Linked DNA regions of Oryctolagus cuniculus: region 2 is linked to region 1. The links are chromatin contacts, called in public Micro-C maps. All regions are on one chromosome and are shown on one strand. Each heading gives the region's core, a stretch centred on a gene start, on an enhancer-like site or on the middle of the called end of the contact. The rest is flanking DNA. Distances are from core to core; before and after follow the strand shown. Region 1 has its middle 12 kb from the start of KIF12. Region 2 holds the start of COL27A1 (collagen type XXVII alpha 1 chain).

Evidence for each region. A called contact is a pair of places that touch in the nucleus more often than the background predicts.
Region 2: a Micro-C map of ear pinna shows a contact between it and region 1, with 5 times the contacts expected there. The contact joins the promoter of COL27A1 here to the enhancer-like site in region 1. A contact is called at or near these places in 3 of 6 Hi-C or Micro-C datasets (ear pinna, psoas muscle and an unstated tissue).

The regions. Positions count from the first base shown.
Region 1 is chr1:217,660,048-217,663,005 of mOryCun1.1, forward strand. No RefSeq gene overlaps it. Among named protein-coding and RNA genes, the nearest start is that of KIF12, 12 kb to the left of the region's middle. Within about 2 kb of position 1,339, at least 1 of the 8 cell types and tissues checked has an H3K27ac peak or open chromatin away from gene starts, as enhancers often do.
Region 2 is chr1:217,701,991-217,704,961 of mOryCun1.1, forward strand. COL27A1 (collagen type XXVII alpha 1 chain) reads left to right here and starts at 1,374. Exons shown (of 60, transcript XM_051842719.2): 1 at 1,374-1,906. The coding sequence starts at 1,848.

The DNA of each region.
Region 1 (2,958 bases), core at 89-2,588:
GGCCTGTTGTGAAATTCTCCAAACCGAGCTCGCTGAAATCTTGAATGAAACCGAGCGTGTGGGCCAGCGGACTCATTGCAAACACTCCCCCGCAGCAGAGACCCCAAGGGAGCTCCGGGTAGCTGCCGCCCCCCCACCCCCATTTCACAGATGGGGAAACCAGAGGGGGCGGGGCCAGGCTGCCGCAGCCGCTGCCTTCGTGGAGCAGGGCGGGAGACTGTCCCCCCCCCCCCGCCGTGGGCACCGCCCCGGGGGGCCACGCTGTCCCCTGAACCCCGGGCTCTTCTCCTTCCTGGTGGAGACTGGCGGCCAGGCCAGGCTTCCCGCCGGACCTGGGGCATTGAGACAGTGGGGATGGCTTCCCAGTGCCCCGGACAGGGGTGGGGCGCAGAGCAGCACGTGTGGAGAGGAAATGAAACGCCCCGAAGCCAGTTCCATCTCCCGGGAAAGATGGGCCCCCGCGACTCGGGTTCCCGGGGCGTCCAGGATCTCAGTCTTCTCCCTGGGAGCGCCCCGCAGCCACGCGTCTCCTCTAAAGCTGTACCTGCTGAGACGCATTTGTTCCGCCTCCTGTGCAATGGTGCCTTGTGTGCCGGGACTTTCTGCATCAGAGGGCCGAGAGTTGAGATGTATTGAACAATGGGCACGTTGTTCCCCACGCTGCTTTAACCGAGTGTCACGGCAGCCCCCTGGGACTGGCACAACGATGCCCCCATTTCACAGATGAGGAAACTGAGGCTCAGAGATGCTCAGGAACTCGCTCAAAGTCGCAGTGGCGGAGGGGCGATGTGTCTGTGGCCGGAGCTTGGGGTCTGTCCCCCACTCCCAGAGGCCTCCTCTGGGGAACTGTTCTGCGAGGCTAACCCTCTTGTCTTCAACACAATCTGTCTTAGCTTCGCCATCCCACTGCTTTGCCTTCTTTCCTGGGAGGGTGGTGCACCAGGGCTTTTCAGAAAAAGAATCGAATAAAACACTGTGCATGAGTTCCAAAGGATTTTTGTTTTTGCATCAAAAGCCACACCTATCTTGAAATCCATTCTTCCTCCCACAGACTTTCAAAGTCCCCCTAGGAGCCCCAGGAGCTCCATCTCGGCTTCAGAGTCGACTGGAGCCTGTAGCCCCCCCCAGGGGGGTCTGGTGGAGTGGTTTGGGAGGGGCAGGCGGGGCCTGGGTGCTGGGACAGTGGCCCAGGTGACTCCCAGGCCCAGGCAGGGCTGACTCACGGGGGTCTCGGTTTTGCCTGCTGACCAAAGCCAGCCAGCCAGCTCTGTACTGGGCTCCATGCCGGCTGCTGGCACGCCGGGGGAATCCTGAGATCTTGCTTCTGTTTCCTCAGTGCACCCACTCTTCTCTTGGGACCAGATGTCCTCGTGAGCCACCTCCCTGTGGTTCCCAGCTTCCTCTTTGCCTTTCCAGCCGGGAATCCACTGAGACATTGGCGTAGGCTGCATGGGGCGGACCGGCTGCAGCCTCTGCCCTGGGAACCCTTGGAGAATTTTCCAGACTCCCCAGGCTGTCCGACACAGGAGGGGCAGCTGCACGCTGACTTGAATGTTAGCTCGGCATACCCCAAGCCCCTACCACATGCTGGGTCACAACCCGGTGCTAGGGGCCCAGTGTGTCACTTGGGTGTGAACGTAGAGCGGCTGCCTCCTCCTGGATTGGGGTGGGAGCTTTCCTCTGAGGACTCACAGCCTCCCACTCTTATCAGCCCCCACGATCTCACTCATTTGGCAGGGGTGATGGGGCAGGTGTCATCATCTGTCTGTCCCCTAGGTCTCTAAGCTCTCGGAGGGCAGAGACAGGTGGGAGAATATGAAGAGGTGGGCGGGGCATGTCTGTTAAACTCGAAGCGGCAGGTAGAACAGAATGCCAAGGGCACCCTGGAGGGCTGGGGCGAGCAGGAGCTGGGCCTGCGACAGGCTTAAGAGGGCTAGAAATCGGGGCAGGCAAAAGAGAACAGCACAGGCAAAGATAGCGGTGGAGCAAGTTCAAGGTTTGGTTGTTGCTGCGTGGGAGGGAAGGCTGGGGGAGCGTGGGCTCATACTCCATGCTGTTGGAAGCCCGGGACACAGTCCTGGCTGCACACGCCTCCAGGCACGGCTCCACGCAGCTCTCCAGGGGAGCGGAGCCTTGGGCCACCCCCTCCCCCGGGCTCTTCCCAAGAAGTCCCACCCACCCTATCAGCCAGGGACACGGAGTTCCCCAGGCCTGGGCCAGTGCCAGGCCTTGCGGGCTGAGTGGCCGCTCAGGCAGCTGGGGTGCCGGAACGTGGAGCTGAGACTTCCACCAAAGCTGGCAGCCAAATCCCAAAGCTGGGCCGGACAGGAAGCAGCAGCGCGGCCCCCACTGCCTGCTCTGCTGCCCCAGCGAGCGACGGTCCCCAAGGCAGGCACTGGGCCTCAGTGTCCCGGAGCTGAAGGGCAAGGGGAGGGCCTGTGGCCGGGAGCTGAGACCCCACGGAGACGGGCGCACACAGCCCAGAGAGGCAGCCCCCTCCCCAGCTCTGCACCCCTTCCTCTCTCCTTGCTGGCCCCTCCCCCATGTGGAAGGAGGCCTCCCCTCCCCCGCCCCCTGCACACAGACCCCCACCCCGGTGGGGGTGCTACAGGACCCCTTCCCGCCTGCCCTGCAGGCAAGGCTCTGTTTGCTAGGACTCTGACTGCTGGTAACTTCTAGCACGGCTTCCGCCCCTGCCTGCTGGTCCTGCAAGTACTCTGTCACCTCTCCGCCACCAACACGCCTTGTCCTGCTGCCGCCACTGCCTTCCTCCAGCACCACCAAGGCGTCTCCTCCTTCCTACTATGCTTCTAGTACTAGAGCTTCTAATACACGAGTACTGGTACTCCCCCCCCCCAACCCCACGTGCTCCTACAGCCATAATTCCTATTAGTGTTTCTGCTACATCTATGACTTCTACCCCCCCCCCCCAACCCAGCTTCTACCAGCCTGGGTCCT
Region 2 (2,971 bases), core at 124-2,623, 42 kb after region 1:
CCCGCGTGCAGCCACGGTTTAAAAGGCCGCCTTCAGCGCCCCCTCCCCGCCCCCAGCGGAGACTTCAAAAGGCCCGGCGGGCGCCGCGGCCCCAGCACCTATGAGCCGCCCCCCGCGCCCGGAGCTCGCGCCGGAGCCCGAGGACGCAGAACGGCCCCAGTTCGAGGGCAGGCAGACCGGGCTGGCGGCACAGTCCCGCGCGCCCATGCCCCTCCCGGCGCCGCAGCGCTCCGCGCGCCCGCGCCCGGTTTAGGGAAGGGGACCACGCACCCCCGCCCCCGCGCCCGCGCCTGGGGCTGCGGGGACCCATGAATACAAATGCCGTTAGGCGCCCGTGGAAGAACCGACCGTCCAGCCTCGTGCTTAGGGACCCAGTAAGTGCCCGGGGCCCCCTGGAGCGCTGGGAGTACCCGGGTGGTTGCGGGAAGGTGCGCGCGCACGGAGCGAGCGCCCGGGCTCCCGCGCGCGGTGGGCGCCTGCGAGGGTGTGTGCGCGTGAGTGTGCACTTGAGTTTGTATGTGTGTGCACAAGGGCGCGCGGGTGTGCGTGTTGAGAGGATCTGGCCAGTACGGCGTGCATTTGTGTGTGTCAGCACTCGTGTGAGGAGTCCGAGTGCGCGCCCAAGTCAGACGTTCGCGGGTGTGTGCGTCGCGTGTGCTGCGCCTGCCTGTGAACGACTGTGTGTGTTGTGTCCGAGGCCCGGGCAAGTGTGCGTGCAGCGGAGTGCGCGCACCGGGGAGTGCGCGTGCGGATCTGCTGTGCACGAGGAGCGGAGGTGCAGGCAGAGTGAGGCTCTGGTCTCGGGGCCGCACTGGGCGGGTGTGGGCCTTTGCAGCGCGGCCGGGGTGAGGGTGCCCGCAGGACAAGTGGGCAACTCTGCGCCCCAGCGACTCGGGATTTGTTAAGTGTGAGTCCCGTTTCTGACCCAAGGGAGAGATGGAGCAAGAGAGAGAGAGAGAGAGAGAGAGAGAGAGAGAGAGAATATAACCCATCCTGGACGCTCCGGCTCTGGGAGCGCAACCTTTCGGATGGAGCTCCGGAGTTAGGACATTGGGTGCCCTGGACGGCTGGACACCACGTCCTGATCCCGGATCTGTCCCTACAACTCCTCTTCTCCTGCACCCCGTGTCCCCCCCATCCCCCCAGTTCGAGGACCGCCAATCTCGCAAGTCACACCTTCCGCCGAGTCTCAGGACTCTGGTGCATGGTTGCAGCCGTGCGCAGCCCTTTCTCGGAATCTGTTTCCCGGTCTGCGCCAGCGGGGAGGGGAAGGGTGTCCCCGTGGGGCTGTCGTGGGCCGCCGGAGGTTGTGTCCCCGGCTGCGGCCGGCAGGGGGCAGCAGCGGGCAGCAGAGGGCGGCCCGGCGCGGGGAGGAGGGACAGTGGAGAGCTGCCGCGGGCCGAGACTTTAAATCGCCTTCATTTCCCCCAAATCCTTCCTTTTCCTCTCCTCCCCCAGGCCGGCGGGGAGGCAGCTTCCACCGCCCTCCGCGCGCCCTCGCCCGGACTCACTCTGCCTCCAGGGACCGCCGGCAGCCCGCCTCCAAAAGTTGGATCATTTTTCTCTCTCTCTTCTTGCTTCTTCCCTTTCGGTGGAAGCAGCAAAAGAGCGAGGCAGGGGCGAGCGCGCCGCCGGGACTCCTGGGACCATGGGCCTGGCGCGGGCGCCCGCGGGGCCCCAGCCGCGCTGCCCGCCTGCTTGGGCGCTCCTGGGCGCCGGGCTGCGCTGGGGGCGCGGGGGCCGCGCGCTCTGAGCCGGCCTGGCGCGGCGGGGCGGGGGGCTGGCGGCCCCATGGGGCGCGCCCACAGTTGCCCCCTGGACTCGCGAGCATGAAGTAGGGGCCTGCCATGGGCGCGGGATTGGCACCGGGGGCCCGAGGCACAGCTGCGGCGGAGGCACGCGGGGGGTGAGTACGCGCTCCGGGACGCCCCCTCCCCAGCTTGCTGCGGTGGCGATCTGGAGACGGCTGGAGTTCCCCGCCGCGCCGGACGCTGGCAGCCGAACGTCAGCTTCCTGTCCCTTCCTGCGTCCCCGCGGGCCGGGACGCTAAGGGTTAACAGGGGGCTGCGCCCCCGGCCGGGCGAGGGGTGGTGAGCACCTCCCACCCTGCCGCGCCTGGCTGGGCTGCCGATCCCGGCGGGGCGGGGGCCCAGCTGGGGAGGGTCCGTAAATGGCCAGCCCTGGGGTCGGGGTGGGGGCGGGTGGTGGCGCCCGGAGCGCGCGGCGGGGGCCAGAGGGGGCGTTAGGTTGCGCGCGCGGGGGCGGGGGGGTGGTTCTGGGTTTTGCCTGTCTCGGTGTGTTCCGGTGGCTCCCGGTGTGCGGATCCCGGGCGGCTGGCTCTCGGTTTGCATGTGTTCCCGTGAAACCGGCTGCGCGTCTCTGGGTCTCCCGGACTCCGGCCTCTCCCATCTCGGTGTCTGTGTGACTCGGCACGTCCCCCGCCTTTCTGCAAATCTCCGTGTGTGTGTGTGTGTGTGTGTGTGTGTGTGTGTTTGCCTGGGTCAGGGGTCGGTGTTTCCTGGCTTCTCTGGGGCAGCTGTCCGTGCCTGTCCCTTTCCCGCCTACGGCAGAAAGTGAGAGCCTGCATGTCCCCAGAGGGGGTCACCGAGAGGAACCCCTGATCGGGGCCAGAGCCGGGCAGGGCATCTCCGCGGAGGCTTGCCGGGTAGCAGTCGTCAGCCTGAGCCAAGTCACCCAGTGTGGGAGTGCGTGGAGCCAGCGAGGCCGGGAGCAGCCCTCCCGGGGACCAGAGTCCCGGCACAGAGCTTGCTGGCTTTCCAGCCTGCCCCCAGGACCCAGGACACTCCCTAGAGACTCATCAGGGCTGGAGCTCCGCCCTACACCACCAAGCCCTGCCCCTTAGAGGAAATGGGGGGGTGCTCCCCTGCTTCCCCATGTCTTGGAAAAAGCTGGCTGGTGAGATCCCCCCAACGCACACGCACCCACGGGCGCACACAGGGCCCCAGTGAGC